3 separate regions of the Mus musculus genome follow, and all the other regions are linked to region 2. The links are chromatin contacts, called in public promoter capture Hi-C maps. All regions are on one chromosome and are shown on one strand. The core of a region is the stretch at or near the end of the contact, and the rest is flanking DNA. Distances in the headings are between cores, read along the strand shown. Region 1 holds the start of Irgm1 (immunity-related GTPase family M member 1). Region 2 holds the start of Btnl9 (butyrophilin-like 9). Region 3 holds the start of Trim7 (tripartite motif-containing 7).

The links. Promoter capture Hi-C pulls out the DNA fragments that hold promoters and counts their contacts. Capture Hi-C pulls out chosen DNA fragments and counts their contacts.
Region 1: a contact with region 2 is called in a promoter capture Hi-C map of liver, with 9 times the contacts expected there. The contact joins the promoter of Irgm1 here to the promoter of Btnl9 in region 2. A contact is called at or near these places in 25 of 39 promoter capture datasets (the 3T3-L1 cell line, 3T3-L1-derived adipocytes, the C10 cell line and 16 more), 1 of 15 datasets of contacts at CTCF or cohesin (the NIH/3T3 cell line), 73 of 484 Hi-C or Micro-C datasets (B cells, the Ba/F3 cell line, the C2C12 cell line and 47 more), 19 of 115 datasets of contacts at active chromatin or transcription factors (the HPC-7 cell line, T-cell acute lymphoblastic leukemia, acute myeloid leukemia and 15 more) and 5 of 9 other capture datasets (adipose tissue, embryonic stem cells, liver and 2 more).
Region 3: a contact with region 2 is called in a promoter capture Hi-C map of liver, with 2.9 times the contacts expected there. The contact joins the promoter of Trim7 here to the promoter of Btnl9 in region 2. A contact is called at or near these places in 6 of 39 promoter capture datasets (the 3T3-L1 cell line, the HPC-7 cell line, maxillary cranial neural crest and 2 more), 3 of 115 datasets of contacts at active chromatin or transcription factors (bone marrow-derived macrophages, embryonic midbrain and stem cell-derived neural progenitor cells) and 3 of 9 other capture datasets (adipose tissue, liver and pancreatic islet).

What each region holds. Positions count from the first base shown.
Region 1 is chr11:48,868,692-48,872,672 of GRCm38.p6, forward strand. Irgm1 (immunity-related GTPase family M member 1) reads right to left here and starts at 2,729. Exons shown (of 3, transcript NM_008326.2): 1 at 2,403-2,729; 2 at 1-89.
Region 2 is chr11:49,184,514-49,188,549 of GRCm38.p6, forward strand. Btnl9 (butyrophilin-like 9) reads right to left here and starts at 2,576. Exons shown (of 10, transcript NM_172793.2): 1 at 2,475-2,576.
Region 3 is chr11:48,835,871-48,840,257 of GRCm38.p6, forward strand. It overlaps Trim7 (tripartite motif-containing 7), which reads left to right and starts at 1,601. Exons shown (of 7, transcript NM_001347446.1): 1 at 1,601-2,175; 2 at 2,967-3,062. The coding sequence starts at 1,657.

The sequences.
Region 1 (3,981 bases), core at 1,479-3,978, 320 kb before region 2:
ACTCTTAGACTTTAAGCACACAGGTCCTCTGTCTGTGAATCTGAGTTGGTTCCTTCGAATGCCTTATCTCACTTAATACTCCTCAAACCCTATTAGATAAGTGGTATTCATTATTGTTGATTGTGGGCAAAGAAACAGGGACATATGAAAAAATAGTCTTTTTTTTTCCCCCAGGGTCTTCCTTTGTAGCCCAGGCTGACCTGAAACTTATGATCGTCCTATCTTGGTTTCCCTAGTGCTGAGATTACAGGGCTATAACACTGTGTCTAAGAACCTGTGTATACTGTGTCTAAGTCCTGAACTATACACAGAGTATGTAAGAAATCCAAAGGCTGATCCCTGCAATATGACTCCACGTTTCTGTCTTTACGATGAAGACAGTCCTACTAAACAGAGGATTTGATGCATGCTGAGGGGTTTTGTTTGGAAACCTTGATCTACTCACTGCCACCAATTGTCACTTACCCTTTATATGGACACACATTTCATAATGTTGGAGACCAATTTTTCTGCCCTCTCTTATAAGCACCACATAACTGAACTACACTGATAAAGGAGCTCTCCCCAGCTTCTCCAACTCTATAGAACTTGGTTTAGGGTTAAACTCATCAACAGACCAAGGTGCTTTATCAAATAACTACAAAGATGTCCAGAATTCAGTGAGAGGGAGGACATGGGAAAGGTTGCCGTCACATATCACATCTGCATAGGGGCTGCCAGCCTGTCCAGCCTTTGACTATAGAAGCCATTCAGGGTCCCCCTCCAGCAGTTCTCATGTCAGACTGGCCAAGCTACGGAATATCCAGGGCTGTACTTCCTGCTTCAGTGTCAAGGGGCCCTGAGCTGGGTGTATAGGCACCAGAGTGGGCTGGTGATAAAGTCTGAGACAAAGCTGGCTGGAAGCCAGGGGGATGAAGCTGGACAAACTTCAGGGGTTGAAAACATTCTGTAATGGGGTGCAGAGACGGGGTACACAGACAAGAAGCTGTGTGACATTCAGTAGTGTCTTGTCCTCAAGGCAATTCTCTCCCCTCCATCTCACCTATCATTAGCCAGGGTCTAGTTCTGTATTGGTTTTACTTAACTGAGTTCCACTCACCAGAGTAGAAGATGAGAGCAAACCATGCTTTCTCAGAACTATTTATGTAACTGTGACTGTAGATGGAGACTTCCCACCTGCCTGCACACCCGAGAGCACCCGGTGCTGGACCCTGGACCTGCCTGCACACCCGGGATGGTGCAGGTCACAGCTGCACGCAGGAGCCAGTAACTCTCAGGAGGGCTGCTGAAGTCCATACATTACAAGCAGACTGGGAAAGGGCATGGATAACTGTATGAAGCTGCAGGATCCTCCAGGAGCCACACAGGAATGTTGGTGTGGACAGCCTTGGGATACCGTGCCTCAGAACTCCAACCCAGTATTTACAAAGAGCCCTTAGAATTCTTTCTGGGATTCAAGTGACCCTCCACTTCCTTTTTTGAGGATCATGACCAGATTATACTCCTATTTCACCTCTCTGCACAGGGGCGAAGATCCCCAAAGAAGAATATAGATCCTTGTGGCTGTCAATCTGGGAAAGAGGATGAGACCCGTGAGGAAATGTCTTTCGAGTCTCGCAACCGACACAGAACGGAGAGCATGCTCGCACACACTTGCCCATAGCTGCATGAAAGGTAGCAGGGACCACACAATTCCCTCTGATATTTATTTATCTTTGGAAAGTGTGATAAACTTGCTCACGGTGAATGGGGACAGTACTGAACCCACATGCTCTGGGAAGATGGTATTTGAAAAGCTCCCATCTCATTAACTATAAACTTACAGACTAGTGAAGGAGGTGGTTCCTTAAACAGAGACACTTTCTCCAATGCAAATAAAACATTTTAATGGAGTCAGACAAAAAGGTCACTATGATACCTTATACTCAAAACCTACTCTGAGATTCCTATTCCATGGGTAGTCCAGATAAGAAACAAACCTCCCCCCCCCCCTATTTTTTTCATGTATCCTAGATATTGCCTGTGGTCCATTCTAATCCTGGGCGTTTATTTTGTGGAGCTATGAAGAGACGCTATCTTAAATTCCAAGAGAATATGGGTTGGCACGCTCTGCCCTCCTTCAAATTTAGCCAGCATTAGAAGAACCACAAGGCCAGAAATAAGGTGAGGTACGCATTTGCCTCCAGGCTGGTGGTTTAGATATATCTGAACAGCAAAGATACAGCAGGGCTGTGTGGTACTAGACAGTCAAAGTGAGGCTCTGCTGTGGACACTGCCTGAGCAAAAGAAACCAGACCCCAAGGTCACATGACCTGTTTTCACGGTTTTACCGTTCATATTATATTGGGGGATTCATATTAGATTGGGGGTGGCCAAGCTACATTTAAGAGACTTTTACTTACCTGATCCAGAGGAGTTATTATGTGTGATTCGATGTTAGTGGCCTTCCTGGAACGTCACCCCTTTCTTCCTAGGACAAAAACGTTGCTGTCCTCCGGCAGAAGTTCCCTATGTAGAGATCCAAAACTGGAATATAGACCCGGATGTTGAGAGATGAGATGCAGAGGTCTGGAGTCCTTCTGAGAGGAGACGAACCAAGAGGAGGTCTGATCGCGTGGATTTTCTTTCAGCTTCTGGTCTTCGAGCAGACCTTGCTTTTTGTCCTGCACTTTCTAGACCGGAGATATGCCTGCCTGGGCCCAGCGGGGGAGCGGGGGGGGGACGGACTCGAATTGAGAATCAGTTTCGGTTTCTATTTCTTGAAACAGGCTAGTTTTCAGGATTAGGCTGGGCGGGCTGCATAGTAGTCTTCAAAGAGGAGCAGAACCCTGCTGTGCTGACTCACCGTCAACAGGGGTCGGGATGAGGGATTGGAGGTGGTGGTGGAAGTGGAGGGTGGGGGCGTTGGGGTTGGAGTTGTGTCTGTTTAGGGACTTTAACAGCCAGCCCCGCGTCAGACCTTCCAGTGTCTGAACCTGCTACTTCTTTCCGTGGATACCACCTGTGGAGATGCTGGCCCTGGGCAATGCTAACCTCCAGACCCAGCAACCTCAGGCCACCCCGAGCTTGGAGGCTGCACTGAGACCTTGTTCTGTATGATCGTTTACCCCGTTTGCCGGCTCACTTGATTAATCACACCTCTCTATATAAAGGAGAATGTCAGAGCACCAGGGAGTCGAGAATCGGGTTCTTGTCCTCGTTAGTGTTTGAGAGGGAAGAGGGTATGAGCTGAGAGGGGACATACTTCATTTTCCTCAGATCTAGGAGGTAGATTATTAGAGAGTAAACGCAGGGGCTGGACGCTTTGACCATGGCATAGAAGCACTGACCCCTGTGTAACGTTTTCATGAAGAAAAACAGAATTTTTTTTTTTTAAAGCAACCGGCCACGGTCACAGTGACAGAGGGGGCAGCGAAGAGGAGCCAAGTAGCTTTCAGAGTGTCGGGCGGCTGTTATTCTCTCTGCTGCTCTTCTGTACCTACCGGTGAGTTCTTACTGCACAGCAAAGAGGGGCAGAGCTGAGCCTGTTCCATAGTCACTGCGAGAGGGAGACAGATTGGGCCAGGAGGAATGAGGCGGCTCCTCACACAGGCACTAACCAGTGTTCCAAACTCTACTTCTGCCCATTACAGGCTCAGTATTGCCCAGAGGTTTGGGCAATGTGATCCTCTGGTCACAAGGAGCCCTTTGTCACCCCTCCAAGTGACCAGTAATGTGATCCTCTACCGGCGCTGGTGGCTTTCTCTTTCTCCTTACCGGAAAAGACTGAGTTGCTGAGAAGAGGAACAAGTGTGAGCTGTTGTTTAATGAACTGGAGGCCTTGAGTGATAGCCAGGATCTGTCCTTGTTTGATTCCTCTAAGCCCTCAGCTTCTCCTCAAAGCCTGAGGAGAAAGCAGGCTAGTTTCAATGTCTGTCTTTGAGAGACTGGACAATCTGTATGTCCTGCTTTCTTTATGTGATTTCTATAAGAACAAACAGG
Region 2 (4,036 bases), core at 1,326-3,825:
TTGGAGCTCAGACTCAGAGGTTGCAGAGATAAGGCAGAGGAGCAAGTAAGGGCCACACCAATTGTGTTTCAGATGGACTCTTTAGAGGGAGGAAGGCTCATTCCCCTCTGGAGCCAACCTATCTGTTTTGATGGTCTGAATATACTGAGATTATTATTTGTGCGATAACTAACAAGACCAGAAGTCCTGGGCAAAGATGAAAGCTCCAAAGGGACAGTAATGTGCCTTGTCCACTGTGGCTGATGACAGAAGTGGGCACGTGCATGTCAGTGACAGCTCTGCAAAGTGGCAGCAAGGCATCCGAAGCCACACTGACTTTGTGTTTGTCACTCACCTTGTCTTCCCTTCCCTTTCATGCCTTGTTCTTATGGGCCAGACACAGCTTAGAGTCCCAAGAGAGCAAAGCCACACTAGGAACATCACCACCCAGATAGCACCTTGCAAAGCAAGCACTGGGGCATATGCAGTGGTCTGTTTGGATGAGCTACAATGTGAGGACTTAGTCAACTGTGTTAAGTGGTAGCTCTTGTCAGCCTAGAGGGAAAGTGTGTTCCTTCCAAAGGGGCAAGTACGTGAAGTGGTAGCTCTTGTTAGCTAAGGACAGTTTGTTCTTCCCCAAGGGGCAAGTAAATGGGGTAGCATGTTCCAGAATTGCTATCTGTAGTCATTTCTCTGTTGTGATAAACACGTGATTGCCATCACTGAAGCTATGGGGGGAAAAAGGTTAAAATATAAGGTGTATACGTGAACACACGCACACACACACACACACACACACACACACACACACACACACACACACTGAGGTAGAAGCTCCACTCTATCACCTCTAACTGTGTGTGAAAGTGTCCCACATGATTCAATTTCCCAACTTGTAATATAGGCTTATTGATGAAGGTAGTAATAACTTTGTCACCAGCCTCTTCACAGACAGGAGTCACAGGTACTCAGTGTCTGTTCACTACTCAGGGATAGCTATTGGATAGCCTTTAATCGAAAGCCAGTAGTCTGGAAACTTCCTGAAGTGACTAGAAAAGAGTACACACACACACACACACACACACACACACACACACACACACACACCATGTAAATTCCCACAAGCAATAAACATAAATTAAATACTTACTTATTGAACACTCACATATTCCGTCAGTATTACTACTACTTTTACCAAAAAGCCCAAATTATAGGTAGGTAAGCTGAGGCATGTGGGACACCTTCACACACAGCTAGAGGTGGCAGAGGGAGATTTCTTCCTCAGCTGTTGTTTACAGCATCTGTTTTTCTCTCCCAGCCTCTCCCCAGCTGTGCTGTGTCAGGTCTGGCTTCTGATTTCATTTGCATCAATAACTACAAACCATCATGCTGTTATGAGGCACCCAGCCTCAAGCAGTGCCATACCCACCCGCACTAAAGAAGAAACTAGGTCACAAATGATGAATTTAAATTTTACTGCCAAAGAAAAAGAATGAAAGCTTAAACCAAAGTGTCCCCAAGACTTTGTCATCAGCCTTTTAGACAGGAGTCATGGGACTTCAGTATCTGTTCAATATTCAGGGGTATCTGCTGGATAGCCTGTAATTGGAAGCCTGGAAATTTCCTGAAGGGACAAGAAGAGAGTTTCCTAAAGTGACTTTGTGTGCCATTCACCACACTACTCCCCACCTCAAGGCTCCTCTCCACCTTCCCTTCAGTTAAAGGCTTTGATCCTTCCCACAGCTTCCCCCAAGGAGAAACACTTTCTAGTTTTCACCACGTGTGCCAAGGTTGCCACGGGCTCCAGAGTCTGATCCAGGTGGAGAAGTTTGGCTGGAGAAAGGAGAAAGCTAGACACGCTGAATTGGGGTGTGGTGGTGGTGGAAGATGGAGACCTCGGTGAAGAGGCCTCAGACCTAGCTAAGTTGTCCCGGTGATCCCTTGGGATGCTACTTTCTGAAGCTATGAAGGACACAGAGCTCGTGCACACTGTAGTACTGAAGCCCACCTCTCACGTCTGCTGTTCTGCACTGTTGTTTTGCAAACCACAATCGGTACATTTCATCTTGCAGTTTATCCCCATAAGTTCCAAAGGGCAAATGAGACCTGCGCACTTCCTAATCCTTTCCCACTCCAGTGCCCTCTACTGCCCACTAGCTTGCATCAGTGTGATTTTACTTGGTCTATAAGAGGATTTCCATCCTCATAAAGAGCTGAGTCACTTTAAGAAGGGAGGACCAAAAGAATGAACCCTTTTCATCTGCAGGGGAAAAGGATGCATCGGAACTTTGCCTCCTCAGAGGAGCCAGCCTGAATGGGCATCTCCCCTAAGACAACCAAAACATCCCACGCACCCCAGCAACCAAACCACCAGAACTGGGTGATGAGAGCATATGTGATTCCACCTATGCTGTGCTTCCCCTAGGGTGCTTTCTATCTTTTTCTGCTTTCTGTTTCTAGAAGGTTCATACAAGTGTTGCAAAGGAGCCACGTACCTTTCAGGTAACAGAAGAAGATCCAAGCGGTAGAGGGATGCTGGCAATCTCACCTCCCTCTAAAGGGGGTGATTGTGAAATGTTAGTCCCTGATGCTAAGCTGCTTTGGATGTGGGCTGGCAGCTGGGTTCAGGAAGAGGATGCAGCTCACTGGTGACAAAATTACTCGCCCACCTTTCACCTTAGGACATAAACTATTGGTTCTGCCCTTTGTTATAAAAACCAAGATAGATAGAACAAAACGAGGAAGTCTCCGTCATATCCCGTCCTCGTGGAAAAAAATCTCAAGCTAAGTTCCCATAGAAAATGACCCTCCAGTGTCTTAAAAAGAGGCCAAAGGTGCCTGGGAACTTCGTTAGAACAGGCTGCATCTGCAGGTGGCTAAGAAGAGAAAAAGAATGCCCAAGCTGGCCATCCAGGATTTCTGGATAGATCAAGCTGGATATCCAGGGAGGCTGGATGGTGGTCCAAGGCCAGCCCCTCTAGCTTCCCAGTAACACTGAGACAGACTGCAGTCTCCATTAGAAGTTGGGAAGTGCTTGTGCCCAGCTCTGACTTAACCCATCATATCCCTCTCTGCAGGGAAACACCCGGCGGAAACCTCCTGGGAACACTGTCACAAGCAGACTTAGAACAGCGTTCATATACAGCGCGGAAACAGTGGGGTATAAGCATTTCTGCAGTGAAGCTGCACTCTACATGAAGCTGAATGCGAACAGAAGAGAGGCTGCTAGAGGTGGCGAATCTACCCTTCTCTTGAGTTTGTTCTATAAAGTGTGTCCTTCCTCTTCAAGACTCTCCAGTCACTTAACCTTCACCCCTTGCTCTTGCTTTCCCACAGTCCTCTCTCTGCATTCTCCATGTGGAGATCCTCCTAATCTCTCCACGGAGCCGGAAGGCAAAGCTGTGTCACACGCTCCGCCCATGCGCATGGCATTCTATAGGTCTCTTTCCTACCAATCGGCACTCTTTCCAAGATCCTACTCAAAATTCCTGCCTCTGATGGGTGGACTTGACCTCTTCCCATGTGCACACTTCTTTCTTCCCAGTCTTCGTGCAGGGGGTCTCTGAGACCGCCATAGCCTGCAGAGTATGGTCCATAGGAGCCGAGAAGGTAGTTTGGTTCAACACAATTAAGCAGCCGATATTGGTTCAAACTTTGGGCGTTTTACCCCCAAGTGGTTTATTTTAGGCATATGAATGCCCTACACATAAATAAATGTGCCTGCAATGGAAATCTGTGTAAAGTGCATATGATGCCTTCCAAAAAGAAAATAGGCTCTATGGATTGAGAAAAACAAGCTTATGATAAGGGTCTGGGGGAGGGTCCTGTGGGGTCTCAGACTCACAGACAGTACAAAGGTCATTAGGCTATTGACCGTGTCTGCTGCCAGCCTTCTGGGCAGCTAACGGGTTATGACTTCCTTCTTTCGAAGGATCAATCCTGTGTTTAGCACTCCAGACTCCCCAGGTGCTTATCTGTGAGCACAAGGACCTCTGGGCCGCCTATATCTCCCTCGTTTTTACTTTTTAAAGAAAAATTATGGTTGTAATAGAGTCCA
Region 3 (4,387 bases), core at 351-2,850, 350 kb before region 2:
GTCCCCGTGAGTCAGGTGCTCTGCTGTATACTCAAGAGGTCTTTGCCACACTGGATTACATATTGTATGTGAATGAGAGATTTGGATAGAAAAAGTGACCAAGTTAAAATAAAAACTGCAAAGGCATAAGCGAGATACTTGAGAGTTCCACAGAAAAAAACTTTTTTTTTTTTTTTTTTTTTGAAGCTGGGTTTCATATAACCCAAGCTGACCATGGGGGATGGGATGGCTATGACAAGGGATGACCTTGAACTCCTGACCCCGTGCCCTTTAACGCTGTGATTTACAGGTCTGTGCCACCAGGCCCAGCAAATAACACATCACCGAAGGTCCTCGATGTCATGACTCTGAGTTCTTGGTGAACCAGAAGAGCCTTAGCTCACCATCAGTTGTCCTGTGCCTGAAACCGGTGGCCATTCTTTAGTCCAGGGATTCACTTGTTTCTTCAACTGACCTAATAATGTTCCTTATCTTCAAAATAATTGTAGGTGAGTTTGCAGAAAATTTAAAACGTCCCATGGTGGAAGAGGAGAGTCAAGCAAGAGCCTTGAGGTTATTATGAAGACTTCAACTTCTTTCCTGGGAGTTAGCAGCCACTCACTGGTGGGGTTTGAGCAGAGGGCTCTGATGGATACTGTGGAGACATGGGCTCTGAAAGGGTTCTCTAAAGTTAAAAAAATTTTTTAAAAATGGAAGCGATTGTAGAGTGTGGTGACTGAGGCCGGGGGATTGAACCAGGGCAAGGAGCCGAGTGGGGGACTCTAGAACCCAAGAAGAAAGTAGGAGGTCATAGACCGGAGAGAAATGGAGGTGGTAGCATCCCGAGTGGCGAGGAGAAAATGCTGTGAGGAAGGACAGACACACCAGAGAGGTGAGGTTTGCAACTCTCGGTTAGAATTGGGCGAGTGGATAGAGACATTGACAAGAGAGGTTTTGAGAGAGGCAGAGAAAGAAGCTTGACCCAAGTGGCCTCCAGAATGAAAGGATAGAAAAACTACTCCAAAAACAAAAACAAAACGGTCCCTGGAACCCAGCTGTATACCAGCTGGGGAGAGACAGAGGGATTTGGGGTAGGTGTGGATTCTGAATGAAATGAGGGTAAATGGCTGTATTACTTGTTCAAAATTAAAGGGATAACTGTAAGAGATGATGTAGTTACAAAAGTGGACAAAAGGCCACGCTTGGGATGAGGAGGTAGAGCCAAATTCCAGACCCTAAGTTTAGCTCAGCGCAGTGCCAGGATGAGTCGGTATGCGGGGAACCAGACACCTTGTCCCGGGAGCCAGGCCTTTGCCCCTGTAGGGCAGGGTCAGCCTAGGTCAGCTACTGGGAGTGGAGCCCAGCTGGCCTTGCGCGCTCACCTGTCCCCGACAGTTCCCTACTGCTGACTGGGCCATACTGGGCGGCCTAGAAAGGCGGTGGAAGGGGGGTCGACAAAAGGGAGATCGGGGCTAGGGTGGTGGCTTTGGGAACCCAGAGAAAGGGCAGCACCTGCCTCCATTCTCAGCTGGGTGCACCCTCGGCTCACGTCTCAGCTTGCCCGCTGCCGGCCCCGCCCCTCCTCGCCCAGTGGGTACTCGGAGCTCAGCCCAGCTTGGACAGTAGCATCCAGGGACCTCCCCAAAGCCACAAGACTCGAATGTACTAAGGACACGGATGGCGACTGTGGGGCCGCGGACCGGGCCGAACGCAGGAGCCGAGGCGCTGGCCCTAGCGGCAGAGCTCCAAGGCGAGGCGACGTGCTCCATCTGCCTAGAGTTTTTCCGGGAGCCGGTGTCAGTCGAATGCGGCCACAGCTTCTGCCGAGCCTGTATTATGCGCTGCTGGGAGCGTCCCGGAGCTGGGACCGGCACGGCGACCCGCACGCTGCCCTGCCCACTGCCCTGTCCTCAGTGCCGCGAGCCCGCGCGCCCCAGCCAGCTGCGACCCAATCGACAGCTGGCCGCGGTGGCCTCGCTCCTTCGGCGCTTCAGCCTGCCCCCCACCGCCCCCGGGGAGCGCGGGACTCCAGCGGTGCCTGCCCGGGCGGCGGCTGCGCGGTGCTCCCAACACGGAGAGCAACTTAAGCTCTACTGCCAAGACGACGGCCGCGCCATTTGCGTGGTGTGCGACCGCGCCCGCGAGCACCGTTCGCACGCCGTGCTGCCGCTGGAGGAGGCGGTGCAGGAGGCCAAGGTGGGTGCAGGATGTCCCGGAGCCCTGGCTCTGCTCCAGCCCTCCCAGCTCTCCTTGCGGACTGCAGGCAGGGTCCTACAGAAAAGCCCCGGTCTCCTTTTTCTCTTTCTAAAACTGTTTTCCCCTCATCTCTTCTCGTCCCTCAGAGCCCGATGCCTGGAGGCCTGGAAGATGGCCCCAGGGACTTGAAATCTTGTCTGTCCCCAACCGCTAATGTAACTCTGCCCAGGAGAAATTCTGTTTGTCACGCCCACATATCCACTGCCACACTCCTACTGCGTTCCCAGGGGCGTGGCACTACACAAAGTACCAAGTTCAAAGAGGAAGAACACAGAATAGCGTCCTGGGTTAGGTGGTCTGTCTGAAGGGCTGTGAAGCCCATTGGTTCTGGGCATCTTCCCTTTTAGTCTGTCCCTCGATAGGCTGCGGCACAAGAGGCGTGTGCAGCTCCCAGTCTCTGCTGCCCTGTTGTGCTCCAGCCTTCCTACAGGATGAGAGGAGAGCTGAAGATAAGATAGACCGAACCAAGGTGGGAGTCTCGATTCTCACCGCAGACCACGTGATTGATGCCCTTGAGGAAGTGAGACTCCCGGACCTTTGGAGTTCCCCTGCATTTGTTCTGCACCAATAGGCTTAGTCTGCAAGTCTCTGTTCACCCCATAGCCAGAGATGGTATCTATCCAGTCTCCTGCTCCTGAGAGCAGAATCTTGGCTTTCTCCTGGATGGTTCTAGGAAAGTACACGAGAGGGTATCCAGAATTTTCTGACCACGTGTCTTCCTTCTACCACAGGAGTTGCTGGATTCCAGGCTGAGGGCCTTGAAGAAGGTACTGGAAGACTATGAAGCGTTCCGGTCAACAGAGGAGAGGGAGAGCAAGGAGCTTCTAGTGAGTCCAAGTGTGAGAAGCATAGGGTTGTGGATGACCAAGGCAGAGAGAGAGAGAGAGAGAGAGAGAGAGAGAGAGAGAGAGAGAGAGAGAGAGAGAATATGGTTGAAACAGTAGGGTGGATTTCAGAAAGACAATATGGTATACATTACAGAGGTTGACTATATAATTTATAATATAAACTAGAGCTGTTCAATTCATCTTTAGGGTGCACAGTCATTCGTAACAAACCAGTTAGGACCTGTAGCAGCATCTTGTAATTTGAATGCATTAGCATTTCTTCACAGAAACACGTCATATTAAGTAGGAACATACGGTGAGGAGCCACACATGCCTGAGGCATGTTCTGCCACAGGAGGAAAAAAAACAGTGAGGAAAACGTTTTGTTTTCTGAGCTTTAATTTAAGAATTAGAGGTTTCTGGCTGGGCAGTGGGGGCACATTCCTTTAATCCCAGCACATTGAGTCAAGGCCGGCAGATCACTGTGAGTTCGAGGCCAGCCTGGTCTTCAGCATGAGTTCCAGGATAGCAAAACTGCACAGAGAAGCCCTTTGTGCTGATGCTGAGGAGGGATCAGAGCTGTTCCTGGCAGAGCACTGTGGCTTGGGGACTTGTTTTGGTTACTATGGACAAACACGAGTCACTATCATTTTCTACCTCACAAATTCAGTTCTTGGCTCAAAGGTGCCTGAGAATGAAAGGAGGAACCACGAGTGCCTTTTAAGGCAAGGTCATTTGTTTATGAAACTGGGATCAGAGGGGAGGCCTGGAGGGACCCTCTTATGCTTTAAAAAATTATCTATTTACCTATCTATTTATTTGTGTTTCTATAGTTGGGTGCATGGGCTACTGTCTGCCTGTAAAGGTCAGAGGGCAACTTTGTGTCAGTTCCTGTCTTCTACCTTAAGGTAAATTCTAGGGATTGAACTGGGGTTGCCAGGCTTATGAGCCAAACAGCTTTACCTGTTGAGATATTTATTTCACCAGCCCTAAGCCCTTAGGTTAGGAAGGGAAGCCCATGAAACTCAGATACACAGGCTCCTTTCTGGGCCCTATGTGGTTGCTATTATTGTTCTGTTTTGTTTGAGACAAGGTATCTCTCTATAGCCCAGGCTACCCTGAAACTTGCTACATAGACCAGGCTGGCCTCAGACCTACAGAGATCCACCTGCTTCTGCCTCCTTAGTGCTGGATTGAAGCTGTGTGCCACCATGCCTGGCCCTCCCCTTATCCTTAACTGCTTTTATATCTGTAGCTATTGGACATCCCAGACTTTTACATCTGACCATTCATTTCCTAAAGCAGAGTTCACCCATCCAGACCTT